Regions from separate parts of the Arachis hypogaea genome. Here region 2 is linked to region 1. The links are chromatin contacts, called in public Hi-C maps. All regions are on one chromosome and are shown on one strand. The core of a region is the stretch at or near the end of the contact, and the rest is flanking DNA. Distances in the headings are between cores, read along the strand shown. Region 1 has its middle 36 kb from the start of LOC112741947. Region 2 holds the start of LOC112741949 (vesicle-associated membrane protein 721).

Region 1 (4,734 bases), core at 690-3,189:
GAGTTCTCCTTAGCTCGGGGACTTATTGTTTTTAGATCTCCAGAAGGAAGGTCATCAGCTACAGGAGGGACAATCCTCCCTTCAACCACAACCAAAAAGGTTACAACAAACAGATATATTTTTAAGGAACATCAACAAAACACCACCAAGAAATCATTTTTTTACACAAACACCAACTGCGTCAGAGGCACAAATGCATTATCCAGCAAGAAACATGGGTGCAAAAAATAAAACAAGAAAGGCAAGACCAACCTTGATGGAGGATCGATTGAAGGAATGCACGTAATAGCAAAACACGAACGTTCCAGAAATCTTCAAGCAAGCACGAATGACAATTCAAAGTAGAAATTCAAGACAGAAAAATCTTGAAATGAAAAATGGAGTTACGATGAAATGAAAAGCCTTGAGAGAGATGAAGTAAAAATCCCAGAAGAAGAAGCAAAAAGAAGAAAGAAAAAAGGGGTTGAATATATATAAGACTCTAGAGGCCAAACAGTAAATTCACCCTCCCTCATTTATGACGCGCACGGTTACTCAAGTAACCATAAGAAACGTGCGAAGGATTATAAAAAGACGCAACGTTTCAGATTCACGAACACGTCGAGTACCTGACCTAACTCCTCGAAAGGCGGTTTACCCGACGTGATAAACCAACACCGTAATAAGACAAGTCCGACTTGTAAATGCTTGAGTCCGATCTGATGAAGTTCGGTCTCAAATAGGAGCAGTGTTCATATCTTGGCACAAAGAACAACCAGGCCCAAAGTAAGTAAACCCAAACAACATATAAAGGCTTCACTAGCACTTACCCGACCTTGTGAAGGTCGGGCTCGACAACACCAACATCAGTCCTACCTACCCAAATTAATAACTACTATAATCTCTTCCATTCATCTAGAAGGAAAATCTCAACAACCTTCTCAACAAAAGTGGACGGTTATCCACCATTAAAGGTAGAGTTATTCAAAAAGGTGGTTATGGACTCTACATGTACAATTATAAATACTCTGACACCTTCAGGTACACTTTGGACTCAATCTACTAAAAACCTGCTTAAACCCTTACTAACTTAAGCATCGGAGTTTCTTGTAAGTACTACCCCCACCTCCTCACGAGGAACTCGGATGGTGGCACCTCGACATAGTAGACATCGGACGCTTCCCAAAAAACGTTTGAACCTCACATTCAAATAAAAAAACCCAATTTCAAGTAACCTTCGGAACACTTACCATCTTGACCAATGATAGACCCATTTCTTATTCATCCACTGGTTCAATATAGTTTTCGCTATACATATTGTAACCATCTATTTTTATGTTTGACGATTAGGCCCATTAACAATAATCATATCAAAGAAATCCAAAATTATGAATTTGAATCTAGACACCACGAACCTATTTTTTATGGATCACTATTGTCATCAATGGAAACATCGAAAACGATTAATCATCATCAGGTACATCTTTTCTTCTCTTTGTCCCCCCCCCCCCCCCTTTCTTGATGAAAAGATACATAGTTATGCGTCTTTTATGATGAAGATTAAGATAGTAGACAAGAACTTGTGGTGGAGTGGTGGTAGAATATATGAAATGGATGGAACAAAAGATAAGATAGCAACATAAGATTGTACATTTGGACCTCACTGATTTAGATGGAATAAGCAATCCTTTCAAGTTTCAAGGACACATCTAATCTTTTGATTTATGTCGGCTTCATCCTCTTTTTTCTGGTGATGAAACTATTTCATGTGGATCCAACTCCTAATAAAATAAGAGTCCACTACTATGAAAAAATTTTGCTTTACTTCAGAGTTTAGATCAGTGGGTAAATGGCTCTTTTTAAGGCCTCAAATCAGACTCTTCTGATGGGCTTTCATTGTCCCTGTGGGCTTTTACCCATTAAATATTAAAACTCAGGTTGGAATTTTTTATAACTAAGCCCATTATATTTTCTAAACTCACTCTTTTTGTGTATTCTACTACGTGTCCTATTAATCTAGTCCATAAAATAACTCTTAACAAAAATATAATGTAATGAATTTTTATCCTTTTTCTTTTGGTAGAATCGAGTAGACATGAATTTGCCATTCAATTTTTTAAATACCTAAACGAACTTGTTTAATTTGTTTTCCAAATGTAACGTAATGAACCATCGAAAAAAAACCTGAGTAGGCCCAAATTTAATTCAACAATTTGTTTTAAGACACGATTCTATTGCTTATCAATAAAAGATACTAAAATATTAGAGGAGTAATAACTTTTGGTTTAAAGCTACCTAATACACTAAATTTTTGACATTTTATTAATTTATGCACATAAATATGTACATGTGAATCATGTTATTAACTTTTTTATTAGTGTTAATTATATATTGGCCAAAAAGTTGTTGGTCATCTACTCATCTAACCGGACCGTAAAAATATAGTATTCCTTAATTTCTCATTGTCATTATTATTTATTAAACTAAATAATGACACTGACATATTTTGTTATCTAATTTCAACCCATCTTAGAATTATAATAATATACGCATGAATGAACACATAATCTCCCATCAAATTAAGGTCAATCTTCAATAAGCATTTTGTCACCTTCAATCATGGCCAGGGAATTGAAATTCCACAAAAAAGCATTTGCATAGGTCCAACAAAAACATTGATGCAAAGAAAATACCAACACATCTATCATCTATATATATCTTAACGTATATTATCATCTCTCTGTTTTTGACATATCCTGTTATTCAAACTTAAAAACGATTTATGATGAATCAACATGTTTTGTTTACATTGGTCAAAACAGGCCATAGGAAAACTGAAAACGGTTGACACAAGACAGGTGTTAATAGCAAATATTATTATTATGTATTAAGGCGGCAATGTGTGAGATTTTGATATACTTCATCATTATTTGCATTGTCATTGTCTAGAGCATGGATGTTTCACCTAACGAAGCTTTTATTTGATGCCAATAATGTTATTTAATTAATTTTGGTTTCCTTGCTTCTAAAGCTATACTCAACATGTTATGGATCGGAACCACAATAATAATATATATTCATAGGCTTTAATTAGTTACTGAAAAAGGGACAATTGCATATAAAATGCATTGTCAAATAATAAAATTTAATTTGTTTTTAATAAAAAAAAATTATGTTATACAGCTACTGTTCAAGTATGTCTTTGGAATACCTATTATCAAGACCCAATATTTTTATTGTATCATTGTTTTCTTGAAATAATGACATGTTTCAAGGTATTCATTTTATTGTATATATCTTTAATTTATTTTGGGATGAAAAATATCATTCATCAAACAATATAAGCCATAATTAATAAAGTGTATCTAGGAGCAAAGTTAACGTTACATCTTCTCTTCGATTTGATTTATATCTGATCTGTTATCATGTTTATTAACAATTTATTTGTTCAAACACTAACCACTATCAGGAAAGGATTATCATGTATTTTTCCACATTTAATTTATATACAACCTGTTTAGAATTTATGATGAATTATAAAATAAATTTGGTATTTATAACTTAAAGATATAATCCAAGTATAATGAGAAAATTAATCTAATATCAAATTAAATCAACAAAAAATAATATGAGCTAGATTTGGATACTCTACTAATATATAATATCTTAGATATATATTCTAACACAACTATTGTGCAGTGCTAATATCATGGGTGAGTTATTTATTTATTTATTTAACTATTAGCTCATACTCCTAGGAGTAGCTTATATCATTTGACAAATTTATTATTTTATATTAAAAATACTGAGAGTTTGTACTTACTAATTTTTTCCTTAATAATTAAGTGACCATAAATATTATTTTGGTGATAAAAAGTGACAACTATTGGTGATATAAATAAAAAGTTAGCAAAATGATGAAGTTTGTGCTGTACTTTGAAATTTCGTCCGTTCAATAATATATATCTTCATATATTTGGCTGGATTACTTTCAATTACAACCTCAAAATAGCAATAACGAACTTGAATGTTCAGTGCACAATAATAGTTGCATTATTATGCACACTCCATAAAATAATATAGGAAAATAGTATATGATATAACCTACGACAACTAAAAATTCCTATAATATATAGAAATTATTCCCCTCACATGTTGATGAAATTTTCATTTCTGATAAGTGATATAAGATTAAACTAAACTAGATTAAGCCAAGTACTACACCTCCTATTTAATTATTATTGAAACTTCTAACGCGTGGATATGCTAACATATATGCCATGTGGTTGCTTTCCACCCACTAACGAATAACTATTTAAAATAATAATAATAATAGTTTTTTTGACCTTTTATTTTATTGGGTTTGTTTATTTAACATAGCTCCATGTGATGAAAGAAAGAGACATGTGTGATAGATAGTTTGAGATGGAACAATGCAAGTCCTGTAATTAGAAAAATGATGAGAGAGGAGGTGCAAATTTTGTGGGTTTTCCACTTGTTTTTAAAACAAAGAAACAAACAAAAACGTATATTTAATCATATCAACTTCGTCACTAAAGCCAAACGAGTACTCCACCATATAAAATTGATTTCAAACTCGGAAAGGAGACAAAGAAAACAATCATCCTTTTACATCACTCCCAGATATTGATGTTCATATTCATATTGGTCCACACCCCCCTCTTTCCTCTTGTGGGCTCCCTTCTAATACTACTTTCACTTATCTACGTGACCCTTCAAAACACTCTAAATTAG
Region 2 (4,856 bases), core at 1,981-4,480, 160 kb before region 1:
AAATTTGTGTACTCGCATGTTCTGTGTCTGTGTTAACGTTGGTTCATTATATATCACTTCTAAAACAAAGAAGTTGATAAAGTGATAATAAAAAAATTAAGATATTAAAACTCATATAATAAAATTCTTCACTTTATTATTTTAACGTATTCTTTTTCTCTATTGTCAATCCCTTAGCTTTTATTATTTCATTCAGTACTAACATTTTGGTCTCTTCCTTTCATTTTTTTTAATAAAGTTCTTTGACAGGCAGAGGCTGTTCACAACCATATTTAATCCAACTCGTCTTGCTAATGGAGAAGGCTCCACTTTAGGGACACTTATATTTGACATTGAACTGGTTAGCCTGAGGCATCAATGAATTTCTATCTATTTGTAAATTTAAGGGTAGTCATATTTCATTATCCATTGTTATTAGCCAAATTCAGTTATCTCAACCTATGGTGTCGGCAATGCTGATTTCCTTGTTGCTCAAACTTTTGCACTACCATATTAGATTGGTTATGTTAGAAGTTACAACTTATTGGTCTTTCTTTTAACGAATAAGATGGATCATATTAAAGACTGAAATCATTGCTAAAATGATAATGACAATAAACTTGTATTTTAAAGAGTTAAAAGTACATTATACTTTAAAAATCCACTACTAATTAAATAAAAAGTAGAATCCCAAATTATTTTTTATAGTATTTTTTCTTGCCGATATATTAGTCCTTAAATAAATAATTGGCTAGACAATCTATCCATGATATATGTAAAAATTAAACACAGTAGTATTTAAGGAGAAAACTTGTTATATTTCTTTATATTCTATATAATATAATATATAATAAAAATTGCAAAAATAATTATCGACCAATTTAAAATTCAATTAAGAAAAAAGATAGTTTTGTATATACATCTCATATTAATACATAATTCAGAGAAGAGGTACACTTAAAAAATATAATATATATTACTTAACTTAATAACTATATCAATAGATTATTGACTAATTTTTTTATAAATTTAAATTTTAGTTAAAGATTTAACTATTAATAATATTGTGGATTAGCGAGTAGCGACTACAGTCAGAATGGTGAGTTGGAAGTGTCAAAGTGAATGGATGCGCCGTTACCTTTTTCTTTTTTGCTGGAAGGCATGGACCACTATCATAGTTAATTTAAGAAAATTTTGAAATATTAATATTTTAGTAACTTTAATTAATATATATATTTAGTAATTTTAAACAGTATAATTAAGTATTTTTTAAATATTATTTTTTAATTAATGTTTAAAAGAAAAAATAAAAAATAAATAATTTTTTTATTTTTTAAATAATTAATACATGAAAATAAATATTTAAATTAATTAAATAATAATAAATTTTTAAAAATATTGAATAAAAACTAAATTTTAAAAAATAAGTAGCATTTTTTAATTTTAAAATTCTTTTCATACTAAGAATTATAAATCCATTATTAATTTGTTGCCACCAGGTTCCCGGCCAACGGTACCCCACTAGCCGCTATCCACTGTGACTCTGCGTTTTCTCTTTATTTCCTCAATTTATTTATACTAAACATTCGCGTGTAATTATTTTTATATAAAATTATTAATTAATATAATTTGATAATAAATTTAATTAAATATATTAAATTATTTAATAATTTTTAATTAATTTTATATTAAAATAATTATATATAAATTTTATTTTAATTTATACATTTATTTGTATATTAACGAGGATAAAAATTTAATAGAAATTATTTTACATAAAATTAATAATTAAAAATTATTAAATAATTTAATTTTTTAATTAAATTATTATTTAATTAATTTTAATTATTAATATAAAAAAATTATATCTAAATTTTCACTTTTAAAAAAATATAAAATTATGAATTTAACTTTTATATAGTACGATATAAAATGTAGTTATGCAATTATAACTATTTTTTTTGACAATTATTCATAAAGTAAAAGATAATTATTTTTATAAATGTAATGTTGTATTATTGAATGCATTCATAAAACAGTTTTATACTCACAATAAATAAAAATTAAATTCATAGCATATTAGTATAGAGTACTACTACACATTTAAATATTTTTTGTAACCAAATTTAATCAAGTTGTCATAAATTCTCCTTCTTGGGAAAATCGTGGGGAGCTCTCGACAACCGGGGAGAATTCAGGGAGAAATCAAGTGAGAGAACATAAAATGAGAAGACACCACATCCAACTCAAAACCTTAAGGTGTCAAGTTAATGGGTCTCTCATCTTATAAACTCCTCACTCTTCCATACTTTCTTTGATGTGGGACTAACTTCAACACTCCTCACACTTGCAACACTAACAATATTGTTGCTGCATTTTATTTTTGTTTCTTCTTCTCCTTCTCTTTTTCATGGTTTTATTCTTCTCAAGAGAGTAAATCAAGAAAAATTTTGAAAAAATAAAATGAGAAGGAGAAGATGAAAAAAGATGAAAAAGAAGGAGAAGACGAAGCAGAAGATGAGAAGGAGAAATTTAAATGAAACGAAATCAAATGAATCTAAATTAAACTAAGAAATAAACCGAAATTTCTTAAGGAATAAAAAATTTAGTCAATAATTAATAGCAGTATAAAGTGAACATTAGTTAATTCAAAAATGAACCGAAATTAGTTTAAATTTGAACAAAAACTAACTAAACAATCACACATGAACAAGTTCAGCAAATTCAAGTGAAACGAAACCAAATGAACCTAAATTAAATTAAGAAATGAATCGAAATTTTTTAAGGAATAAAAAATTTGGTTATTAACAGCAACATCAAGTGAACCTCAATTAATTCACAAATAAACTGAAATTAATTTAAATTTGAACAAAAATCAACTAAACAACTACACATGAACAAGTGCAACAAATTCAAGCAAAATGAAATCAAATGAACCTAAATTAAACTAAAAAATAAACTAAAATTTTTTAAATGAAAAAAAATTTAGTTAATACTTAATAGCAATATCAAGTGAACCTCAATTTAAAAGAAGAAGCGACGGCAGTAAAACTTGTGTGCATGAATTTGTGACAACAAAACGTGTATATGAATTTAAAATATTTGATTGAATTTGATTAGAATTATCACTTAAATATAAAACTTTATTCATTAGTATAATAGAATAAATTATACCTATATTAAACTCAAATAAATAATGACTTTATTAGTAGTTAACTTCAAAAGCCAACGGCTTCCTAAATAAAATCCTCCTCTCGTGCTTCTTTTGCGAGGAATGTCCAAAATTAGTTTTTGACAATTTTTTAATAAATAAAATATTAAGAATAATTCAATAATCAAAATTTGCTATTTGTTTTTATTGTCTCTATCATCTTCCCTTTCAAAAGAAAAAGTAGAAAGAAGCGTTCGTTGGTTAAGAAGCGATTCGATTCGACAGAAGCAGAAGAAGCAAAACCACTGGTTTCTTTGTATTACTACTCAGATCTGATCTTGAATCAGAAGAAATCAAAAGAAAAATGGGCCAGAAATCTCTGATCTACGCCTTCGTCTCTCGCGGAACCGTGGTTCTTGCAGAGTACACTGAATTCAGCGGCAACTTCAACACCATCGCCTTCCAGTGCCTCCAGAAGCTTCCTTCCTCCAACAACAAGTTCACCTACAACTGCGACAGCCACACATTCAACTTCCTCGTCGACAATGGCTTCAGTCGGTTCCTCTCTTTTTCTCTCTAGATCTGTTTTCCTCTGATTCAATTTTGTGTATATATGTATGCATTTTTGCTCAGATGATTGTTAGGGTGGAATTCTCATTGTGTTTGAGTGATTTGAAATGCTGCATTGTCGTTTTTCAGCTTACTGTGTTGTTGCGGATGAAACTGCTGGAAGGCAGGTTCCTATTGCGTTTCTGGAGCGAGTGAAGGATGATTTTGTTTCTAAATATGGTGCCTCCGATAAGGCCGGTGCTAATGCTGCCGCCAACAGCCTTAACAAGGAGTTTGGGTAATTTTGTGTTTTGTGCTGTCGTGAGAATCGAGACTAATTGATTATGGAGGTTGATTTGTTTGAATTTGTGTAAATTGTGTTGTTTTGTTTTGTTTGGATGGTGCAGGCCGAAATTGAAGGAGCATATGCAATACTGCATCGATCACCCTGAGGAGATAAGCAAGCTTGCCAAGGTTCAGAATCAGGTCTCTGAAGTTAAGGGTGTCATGATGGAGAATATTGAAAAGGTACATACAGATGCCTTGCGAGCTGTGATTTATGGGCACTGCCCACGCTGGTGTGTTGGCTTATGGCGATATAGTTGTTACTGCTGAAATCGAAGAGATCAAATTGGTGGATCATAGGTGTTGTGTTTCTACAAAGCATAGATGCTCTTTAAAATTTCAAAAATAAAAAAGACATGTCATAACACAGTGGATCTTTGGAAAATTAACATAATACTTAAACATCATTAATGAGGCTGTTATATTAGTTTAGTCAGCAACTTTTTCAAACTTCTCAAACTCATGCTGTTATACATTGTTGATATTTTAACTGGTTAAGCATGTCAGATTTGGATCCGAGGTATTATCGGTTATATATTCTTGTTCTTTTTGGATTTCAAGTCACTGTAGAAACGTGAGAACTTCGTTTCAATTAGATATGCAGTTTTTTTTCCCCATAGTATCTGTTGATCTGGTTTTGAAACTTTAATTAAAATAAAACAGGAAACTTTAGTTGTGCATGTAGCTTGGCCAATTAATTTAGTAAAAAGGAAGCCTTTGGAGGAACAGGGCCCAGGAGGAGCAAGGAAAATTTGGTCCTGATGGGTTTTACATTCCCCGATTCATGTCCATTTCTGACATTTGTTGTCTATTGTCCATACCCTAAGGCACA

What was found. Hi-C and Micro-C count contacts between places; a contact is called where the count stands out from the background.
Region 2: a Hi-C map of leaf shows a contact between it and region 1, with 2.2 times the contacts expected there. The contact joins the promoter of LOC112741949 here to the enhancer-like site in region 1. A contact is called at or near these places in 3 of 8 Hi-C or Micro-C datasets (leaf and an unstated tissue).

What each region holds. Positions count from the first base shown.
Region 1 is chr14:34,418,121-34,422,854 of arahy.Tifrunner.gnm2.J5K5, reverse strand. No RefSeq gene overlaps it. Among protein-coding and RNA genes, the nearest start is that of LOC112741947, 36 kb to the right of the region's middle. Within about 2 kb of position 1,939, at least 3 of the 3 cell types and tissues checked have open chromatin away from gene starts, as enhancers often do.
Region 2 is chr14:34,578,924-34,583,779 of arahy.Tifrunner.gnm2.J5K5, reverse strand. It overlaps LOC112741949 (vesicle-associated membrane protein 721), which reads left to right and starts at 3,230. Exons shown (of 5, transcript XM_025791143.3): 1 at 3,230-3,684; 2 at 3,830-3,977; 3 at 4,087-4,207. The coding sequence starts at 3,495. It overlaps LOC112741951 (peptidyl-prolyl cis-trans isomerase FKBP17-1, chloroplastic), which reads left to right. Exons shown (of 4, transcript XM_025791144.3): 4 at 239-476. The coding sequence ends at 361.